2 separate regions of the Zea mays genome follow, and region 2 is linked to region 1. The links are chromatin contacts, called in public Hi-C maps. All regions are on one chromosome and are shown on one strand. Each heading gives the region's core, a stretch centred on a gene start, on an enhancer-like site or on the middle of the called end of the contact. The rest is flanking DNA. Distances are from core to core; before and after follow the strand shown.

Evidence for each region. A called contact is a pair of places that touch in the nucleus more often than the background predicts.
Region 2: a Hi-C map of tassel shows a contact between it and region 1, with 2.8 times the contacts expected there. The contact joins the promoter of LOC103654829 here to the promoter of LOC100272605 in region 1. A contact is called at or near these places in 2 of 25 Hi-C or Micro-C datasets (leaf and tassel).

Annotation. Positions count from the first base shown.
Region 1 is chr4:241,086,610-241,091,471 of Zm-B73-REFERENCE-NAM-5.0, reverse strand. LOC100272605 reads left to right here and starts at 2,772. Exons shown (of 6, transcript NM_001147068.1): 1 at 2,772-3,093; 2 at 3,184-3,351; 3 at 3,471-3,524; 4 at 3,649-3,845; 5 at 3,967-4,116; 6 at 4,225-4,598. The coding sequence starts at 3,084. The coding sequence ends at 4,392.
Region 2 is chr4:241,265,098-241,269,955 of Zm-B73-REFERENCE-NAM-5.0, reverse strand. LOC103654829 (40S ribosomal protein S8-like) reads left to right here and starts at 2,698. Exons shown (of 5, transcript NM_001378299.1): 1 at 2,698-2,762; 2 at 2,948-3,020; 3 at 3,681-4,014; 4 at 4,356-4,531; 5 at 4,746-4,858. The coding sequence starts at 2,759. The coding sequence ends at 4,824.

The DNA of each region.
Region 1 (4,862 bases), core at 1,523-4,022:
TGTCTGGTGTTCAGGGTACGCCGTTGGCGATCGGAGCCAGCATTCCACCAACTTCACTCGAAGTTTGCATGGCTCGAGCGAAGTTGGGTAGCAGGTTCCGTGGAAGAGACAGGTGATCACGCCGATGCGGGGCGTTGTGTTCCGCCAGCTCTAGCTCGTGATCTTGGGCGAGACAACAGTCTCGTTGTCGGGAGTTCCACTGTTCATGAAATGCCTGTTCATCTGGGGTCTCTCCAGCCTCGGACGCCTCGTCCTGAGAAACGGGCTGGGTGGGGTCCCGTTCCCCGGCCGTGTGGTGACGCCGGACATTCCAGCACCGGTTCCGGCGAAGGCGTGCCTCACGTTGTAGGGGCTCCTCTCCCTGCGTCCACGACGCGGTGCAGGATTCCCCTTCGGTCGGTGATGTAGGAGAGGGATCCGAAGTGGAAAACCTCCTTGACGTTGAAGACAATCGCGGTGTTAAAGGTGATGGCCATGGAGCTGGCGCTGGTTATCGATGTTTGGTACCGACTGTGCACTACGGGGTAAACCACGCAGTGCTTTTAGGAGGACAGCGACGTCGATCGCTGCTCGATGGTACGTGCGGGGGCACGTCGGAACACGGGGAATTTAGACAGGTTCGGACCGCACAAGTGCGTAACATCCTACGTCATGTGTGATGCTGAGTATTAGATTGTTTCGAGTTCGGGGGTCACAGATGATTGCTAGAGGATGAAGATGGAGTTGACTATCGATCTAATGGAGTCTCCCTCTTTTTTGTTGGGGTACCTCCTCCGCCTTATATAGTCGACTGAAGAGATATCCCTGTACAGATCATTGAGTCTATCTGAGCCTACTTTCCTTTGCTACAAGCATGCCGAGTCTTCCTGCGTTCGGTTGCTTCCTCCTGATAGTGACGCGTACACGGGGCACATCTCCGGGGCTTAGGTGATTCTTCCGTGAGACTTGCGTGCGACCGGTATGCCTGTTCCGCATGCTTTGGGACTTCCTCTTATCCTATGCATCACCACTTCAGTTGGCTTCCGTTGCGCCTAGTCGAGGCCCATTAGGTGCCCTGCTGGACGACTTATTGGGGTCCTCTCAAGCGGCCCATGGTGTGTATCTGTGTCTCGGTGACCCAGGGGATATCTATCTCCCACACTCGATACTCTTGGATTGGAGTGGTCTTGGGAATTAGAGTGTGTTTAAATCCATAACAGATCTAAATTCTCCTCAATCACTTCTAATCCACTACAACTCGTCTCATTCCAAGAGTAACTAAGACCTTGTTTGGATACTCTCGTATTCATCTCAATCCACATGTATTGAGGTGGATTGGGGTGTAAATTAGTTTAAGTTCCATAGCAATCCACCTCAACATATATAGATTGGGGTGAATACAAAAGTATCCAAACAACGCCTAAACAGTTTAGGCCTAAGCGGGGGGGATGGGCGCGGTATGGACATGCTGGTAGCTATGAGTAATCGTGCTGCCGTCCTTTGGCTGAGCCAAAATTTGAAACTACTATAGTCCCATTTTGAATTTAAATTAGTTTATAAAAGAAAAATATTAATGTTAATTATATACTCTCACCACCACAAAATTAAAGGAGGCTTTGAATTTCAAATATTCCCCTCCTAGATTACAAGAAGTTTTGAGTTTTAAATAAATTCATGTATTATTCTATATATGGTTTTATATCTATATCTAAACTCAATGATAACTATTTGGATATAGACGGGGCGAGAGGCTTCCGACCTTATATAATTTGAACGGAGGGAGTGTATGTGTTTTGTATATATGTTTAGATTTAGCACCATCTCATTTGAACATTGTTAAGAGGGACAAAAGGCTAAACTGTGATACTCCGTATCATAATTTACTCTAAGTGCATTATAATCATGTCATCATGTGCGTATTTATAAAATTTTAGATTAATTAATTTAATTTTCATTTGAATAAATTCAAATACAATTTTTATTCAAAAGTTGAATCATCCAAGGGCAAAAATACAAATAAATAATTTAATTTATGCCCTTCCTCTTTTGTTCCTGGACCTATATTTAATTTTACCCTAGAGGGTGAAATGTAACAAGTAAGGGCCTGATTGGTTGCCCGCATATAGGCCAACCAGGCTCACGGTATGCGGCCATAGTGTGTTTGGTTGTAGGTTGCATCCACGTAACCAGGCGCGTGCTACTTTGCCGCTTGTTTGGTTTGCCGCATATGCATCAGCGCCTGTGTCTCGCGATGCAAAAAAGGAGCTCGGGCCAGGCTCTGGAGATGCGACCAAAATCTGCGCATCTGTGGAGCCAGGCTCACGCGATGCACAGCCAGGCTGCCGCGGACCTGGCTCGCTCGGCTATGCTGCCTAGATACGGCAACCAATCAGGCCCTAAATGTAAAAAAGGAACGGAGGGGGATGCCGCCGGGCAACACGCGTCAGCCACACCCCACGTGACACAATGGCGACCCGCTTGCATAACGGCGCTGGCAGGTGGGGCCCACCCCCAGTCGGCCACTCTCCCCTCTTTCGGGCGCAGAGCCAAAGGCGTTGGTGGTCCGGTTCAGCTAAACGATCGTTACCGTAATCGGAGCGGAAATAAGACTGGTTTTCCGTGGAACCGGTGACCCGGCGGTTCACATATGAACCAGACGTTTTTTGATTTTACCCAATGTAGCCCCTCAATCAATTCAGTGCGGCCATGTCTACTCAGGGGTATAAACGGAAAAGCAAAGTTTTTAGGGTTGTTGCTGCCCGTGTGCCAGGCGAAAAACGTAGCCTCGCACTCTCGCAGGCGGCGGCGCATCGAGAAACAGGGCTGCGGCTGTTGCTTCTTCCACCTCTCCGGCCATCCGGCGGTCCATCGTTCCGTGCCGGCGGCCTCCCCTCCTACGCCCCTGCCGATTCTTCAATCTTCACCAACGTCTGCGCGTAGCAGGCTAGCAGTCGGCACGGCTTCCTCAGATCTGCCGGACGACTTGCTGTTCGTCACCGACTCACCAGCAACCAACGTCAGCCATCAGCCGGCAGCAGGGGAAGCTGGGCGGAGGGTCATTGCGGCACGGCGTCCAGGCGTACAGAAGGCACCAGCAACAGCCCATGGCAAACGGTTCGTAAATCTTAACTCTGCATCCAATTCCTACGCCGCTCCGTACTTGTTCCCCACCCCGCATCTGAAACCCTAAAATGGATTCCTCAGCCGCAGATGACCCTATGGCAGATGAAGCCGGAGTAGAAGATGCCTTCACACAGGAGATCAATCATTCGTACGTCCCTAGATACCATGTGTTGAGTTGGATGGAAACTGTGGAGGGGATGGTGGCCGGTGTGGCGTCGCTTCCGCCGGTGTATTTGATACTGAACAGAGGTGCGATTTTCTTTTATATTTCTTCCAGTTCATGTTCTCCTTGTGTGGCTGGTGCTGGATTCAACCGATCTAGGGAAGAGATGTTAGTTGATTTGCTGTAAAAATCAATATGTTAACAGAGATATATGATACATGCTCCTGCTTGCTCATGATGCCGGTTTGGTGCCAAAGCTGTATGCCCCCCTTCCTATCTGTGTTTTTTGTTCTATAATTTGGAGGTTTCTTAGTTTTTTACTACAGTATTTGCCTATTACGTATCACGTTGCATCTAATTAGCTCTTCGTTGCCCATGCCAAGATCTTCTTGAGACGGGATGGGGATGGAAGAGGCTGGTGCCCTACAGACCTGGTTATGTTGAGTTGCATGTGTTCAAGAAATACCTTGGGGACTATTTCGACCATAATCGTGAAGCTTTTCTTTGTGCCGAGCAGAAGCCTGATCCATTTGGATGGATTGTTGCTGAAAAGAGTGCCCTGATTGCTGCAGCCAAATCGGTATAGTTCCCCTACCTCTGCATTACTGAACTGTGGCCTGCCATACTTGTTTATATTTTATATATTGGTTCAGTTGCCAATTAACTTGCACCATTGCAAAAACAATCAAAATGCTTTCCAGTGCCTCAAGATGGAGAAGGCACTTCTCAGGTACTGTGCTAGCTTTCTCACTCCTGACGACAAAAGGCTGATCCTCCGGATCAAGGACCAGGCAAAGCAAATGATCCAATCAGAGGGTGATCAATCTTTGATTGTAACTATATGCTTGGAGGTATGCTTGCTACAAACTACACCAAACTGTTGCCAAACTAGTTTTCTAGTAATTATTGGTTCATGTTTAACTTGTTGCTTTGCACCAAATGCAAACTGTGGTCCCAAGTGTATTGCGAAGGAGGCCGAGTTAATGTACAATTATTTGCCTTGTGATTTTGACACCACCGAAGAAGTCGCCGTCTGCAATAAGGTTCGGCGGTCTGCCTTGAATCTTATGCTCTACAAAGGTTCTGAATCTGCTGTTGCTGCTGGTGCCATGATGGTGTGTTCCTGATACTCTCTCCATTCATTTTATAGGCTTTATTTTGACTATGCAAAAACCAATATTCTGCTGTAAATTCTCCCTATAGTATTATGTTGGTAGTTACAAAATCATAGTCAGTAGCAAGTGCTTTTAATTAGGAATTGTTACGTAACTCACATTTTATGGGACTAATGTCTGGTCAAAGCATGAACTTGGATAGTCAAACCACACCTTATAAATATGAATATAGGGAGTAATTGTGTATTTTTTAATCCTCTGTTATCCTGTCAAGCTTCTTTAACCAAACTGCAAAAACGATGTACTTGAAGGGTATCACAACAGAGGCTAAGTCCATTTTTGACTTGCTTAGTCGAGACCATGACGTGGTCATGGAAGTTTTTACTTGTGAGAGTATAAGGGAACATACAGCATCAGTTCTGACCCAGCTTGGGAAGGAATTTGCTTGCGAGACTGCTACTGTGAACAGCTCATCAGCGCGG
Region 2 (4,858 bases), core at 1,449-3,948, 180 kb before region 1:
GTTTTAGCAGCAGTCTTCGCCTCTTCGGGCTTCTGCTGGCAGAGGCTGGTCACGGTGGTTGGGCCTGAGACCAGGTGGACGATGCCTCTAGCCCATGGACTGAAAGGCGTAAAGCCGTGAAAATACAGTGGAGAATGGACCTTTTTGTCCCTATTAGTGGGGTTTTTCATGTTTGCATAAATGGTTCGGCCTCGTGCTAGCCCATGGGTCATGGCCTCGACCCAAGCATGGTCCGATGCATTGGGCTGGGCCGAGCTAGCCCGAAATAATTTTGTGTAGTGCATGTCGTGCTTTTTCCTGTCTTGTGTCAATCCGCCAGACCCGAACCAAATGTACAACTCTAATGCATCTAGGGAGCAAAAGCAGCTTCTGGTAGCAGAAGCTCTCCGTAAGCTAAGGAAGTGTTTGGCATAGCTCAACTTCACATAAACCAGCTCAGCTTCATAATAAACTTCATAGTTGAGCATCCCTGTTTCAAATTAATGGAGTTTCTAAATATGTTTGGCATGGAGATCAACTTTAGCTTGAATAAAATGAGATTTTGTTTAGAAAAGTCTCTTGTACCCTTGAATATGTAAGGGATTGTTTTTGTTGTTGTAATCAATTAATACTATCTCCGTTCTTTGTTAGTTGTCATTAGTTTAAAAATAAACTAACATACGATAAATATTCAAAAACAGAGGTAGTATTATAGGTCTTGTCACCGCCTGGCCAATCAAATGCACCAAGCATGAAAATGATTATCGTTCGTCTACTCAATGTATAGTAACCATAATGACCAAGTTGGAAAAAAGTTCACTAAACAACTGACCAGTTCATATGGCATGCAAGAAAAGCTGAATAACTGCCGCGACTTGTAGACCATTGGATGTGTGGGCGTGGAGGTCGACGCCCTCATGCTGACGTCTACCGGATTCCCCACGCCCGGTTGTGTCGAGGCAGCTAGATGGCATGCCTAAGCTCTGGCTGCCCACACTAGGGTTCACAATTTTGTTTGCATAGATACGAAATTGAATTTCGTATTTTTTATATTTTAAATCGAAATCTACTAAAATTCGGAACAAAATTCGATTTTCGGTGAGTAACAAAAACAGAATAATTCATCGAAACCTGCTGATTTCTATTTGAGAAAGTGAACGCTGGACCACACGCACAGGTCCCTATGGCCACCGCAACGACGGTGGCGAGCTCAAGCAGCTCTATGCTGAGGTTTGTCGGCACACGTCACATGTCCCCGGTGAGCTCCGACGTCAATCTATGCATGTCGGCGACGACTGTAGTGGATCCATGGAGAAGGGGAAAGGTGTATTGCAGATGGCTGGTCTTGGTGTGAGGCGCTGGCATGGCCATCGATCAGTGACGGAAATAGAAAAAACGATTCGTTTGACATGTAACCAATGGCAAAAGTGGGTAATTTCATCCTAACTTCATGAGTGAGTTGAAAATATCGATTCATGAAGCACCCTTTTGGCTGCTTCATAGATTTAGGCCCTATTTGGGAGGGTCATTTGAAGAATTGCAGCTTTGGTTTTCTAGCTTCTCCATGAAACGGCTTCAACAGATTAGTAAGACAGGATTCAAGAGTGTTTGGTTTGCACATAGGCTCCAGCTTCTGTAATATAATTAATTTGTGCGAGTTTCTTAATTACCTTTGATGATTAATGGGTGGAGAAAGAGACATGAATTGATAGGTTATGTAACCAATGGTATGGTGGGTAATTTTTGTGCAACTTCATGAAGAGGTATGAAAACAATGTTTTTGAAGCACCCTTCGAGGAGCTTCAAAAATTTCATGAAACTGGTCTCTAGTTTCAGTTTTTTTTGGAACTAGAGCTCGTGGAGCTGGACCCGTTTGGATAGAACAAGCTGAAGTAGACCTGCAAATTTTGAAATGAAGCTCAAACAGACCCTTAGTGAACTTAGGATCAATTTCACCTTTTTTTTTGGTGAAACTGAGTTGGTGAAGTTAAGCGTGTTTGACTAGAGTTTTCAGCCCTGTTTGGGAGAGCTTTACTTTAAGAAATTTAAGTCTATTTCAGCTTCTATCCAAACACGTCTAGCTCCACGAGCTATAGCTTAAAAAATTGAAACTAGAGGACAGTTTAATGAAAATTTTCAAGCTCCTTAAAGGGTGCTTCAAAAACACTATTTTTATACCTCCTCATGAAGTTGTACCAAAATCACCTAACATGCCACTGGTTACATGACCTACCGATTCATGTCTTTTTCTCCACCCGTTAATCATCAAGGGTAATTAAAGAAACTCACACAAATTAATTGTATTACAAAAGCTGAAGTCTATGTATAATACAAACATTTTTTAACACCATCTTACCAATCTGTTAAAGTTGTTTCGTGATGAAACTGGAAAACCAAAACTATAATTTTTGAAATAGAACCCTTCCAAACAAGGCCTTATACCCTAAAACAAACAGATTTAAGTCGATCGGTTCAACGTGTTTAGACCTTTTCGCTATTTTGAATTGGGCTGGGCCTAAGGCAGGGACTAGCTAGTCGCTACGTGATATGCAGTCGATAGTGTGCGCCCAGGCCCAGTTTGCTCGATTCGATTTGCCATGGGAATTTGGTGGGCACTAGGCCTCACTCAGCCCACCGGCGCCTATCCCCAACCCTAGGTCAGCCCATATATATAAACCCGATATTTAGGGTTTCCTTCTCTCACTTGTGTAGCCCAACGAGAAGAGCGGCGGCGCGGGCGGACAAGGAGCAGGCGGAGGAGGAGCTGTGCCAAGCCACAATGGGTAAGATTCCATCCACCTGCTTCTCGTTTTGCCTGTACTGACATAGCTGCCGCGGTGGTTCTCCGATTTGAGCGACGCTGTCGCAGTCGTTTCCGGTTTGATCGACGCTGCCGCGATGGTTCTTCGGTTTGGCTGATGAGATGCTAATGGGTGCCTCTGCGTATGGTTTGGATGTGTTCGTGCAGGTATCTCACGCGACTCGATGCACAAGCGCCGTGCCACCGGTGGAAAGCAGAAGGCCTGGAGGAAGAAGCGAAAGTAATGACCGTTTCTCTTCCCTATGTTATTGACGGCTGGATTCACTTAGCTCTGCTTTTGTTCTGTAATATGCTGCTGCTTGATTAGATCACCGGTCCTAACTTGTTAACTTTGCATGTCGATTCCCTGTGGATCTTGTAGTGGTTGCAGCGGTAATGCGGTATTAATTGGTCTGAGTTGTATCAAGGATTCAAATAATGTTTTTCTCTCTTGACATCATTAGTTGAACTCCAGTGATATATGCTTGTCGCCCTTAATTGTGAGGTTACTGAGTATTGCCTAATAAAAAATTATCTGTGTCTGTTAAAGTTGTTTACCATGATGCTTCCAATGAAATGCCTGAGCCTTGACAGTTCATAAGTAATTGTATCTGTCAATTCTATGTATTTTTCAATTTTCTTGAAGGCAATTAGCCAATTTCACTTGGTGAAGTTTGTGTTTCTCAGAATAGTCTTTTTTATCACAACTAGTCCATACTACATGTTTGACAGTTTGAGGCAGCACTAAAATTGTAGATCATTTGTGTGCAAGTTTCATCAAACTGAATTGGTGTCATCGGCTTGCTTAAAAGAGTTGTTTATCGATATGGCTTTGTTGTGTCGCAGTACTATGCTAGGACTTACATTCAAAGGTTTATTCTGCTTGTCATTTCTCTTGAAGGTATGAGCTTGGTCGCCAGCCGGCCAACACCAAGTTGTCAAGCAATAAGACAGTGAGGAGGGTCCGTGTTCGTGGAGGTAACGTGAAGTGGAGGGCTCTTCGCCTTGATACTGGTAACTACTCATGGGGAAGTGAAGCTGTTACCCGCAAGACCCGTATCCTCGACGTGGTCTACAATGCATCAAACAATGAGCTTGTGAGGACACAAACCCTTGTGAAGAGTGCCATTGTGCAAGTTGATGCTGCCCCATTCAAGCAGTGGTACCTCACTCACTATGGAGTTGACATTGGTAGGAAGAAGAAAACCCCTGCTGCAAAGAAGGATAATGCTGAGGTATTCTTTCTTGGAACACAGCTTCTCACTATTTACCACTGAATGTTTTAGTAAGGTATTGGCTTCGTAGTTCATACATCATTTTTTGTAGCTGACAAATATAAGCTCGTTAGGTAACTCTTCTTTTTTAACCACATGAATAGCTTGTTTCTGCACTAGCCTATTTTAGATTTCTGTATGAAAAATGTAGAAGTTGATAATTTTTATCAATATATTTTGTTTGCTTGAAGTATTTCTAGAAAGCAGATGTCAATAGTTCATTACTTTTCATTTTCTTTACTCTAGTAGCTCATATGTTTCCTCTGGTGGTTCATTTATTGTTTGATATAATATCCATCCAGGGACAAGAGGTTGAGGCAGCAGCTGAGGAAACGAAAAAGAGCAACCATGTCACGAGGAAGCTTGAGAAGCGCAAGGAGGGACGTACCCTTGACCCACACATTGAGGAGCAATTTGGCAGTGGACGGTTGCTGGCATGCATTTCTTCCCGCCCTGGACAGTGTGGCCGAGCTGATGGGTACGAAATAATGGACCTCCACCAGACTTTCTTAGTATTTTTAGAGCAGCATATCTGTGTGTGTACTACAAACTTTTGTTGCTTAAATCATAATGGTCGTTTTGATTTTAGATATCTTGTCATGTTATCCTTCTTGGCTTCAAGTTATCTCCTTGTTTCACCACCTATAACGTTACCTGCAGCTCCTTAGTAGCCTTTTCTTTTTATATAACAGGTACATCCTTGAGGGTAAAGAGCTTGAGTTCTACATGAAGAAGCTACAGAGGAAGAAGGGCAAGAGCGCTGTAGCTTAGAGCATTCTCATGGATTGTCTTGCACCGAAATGTG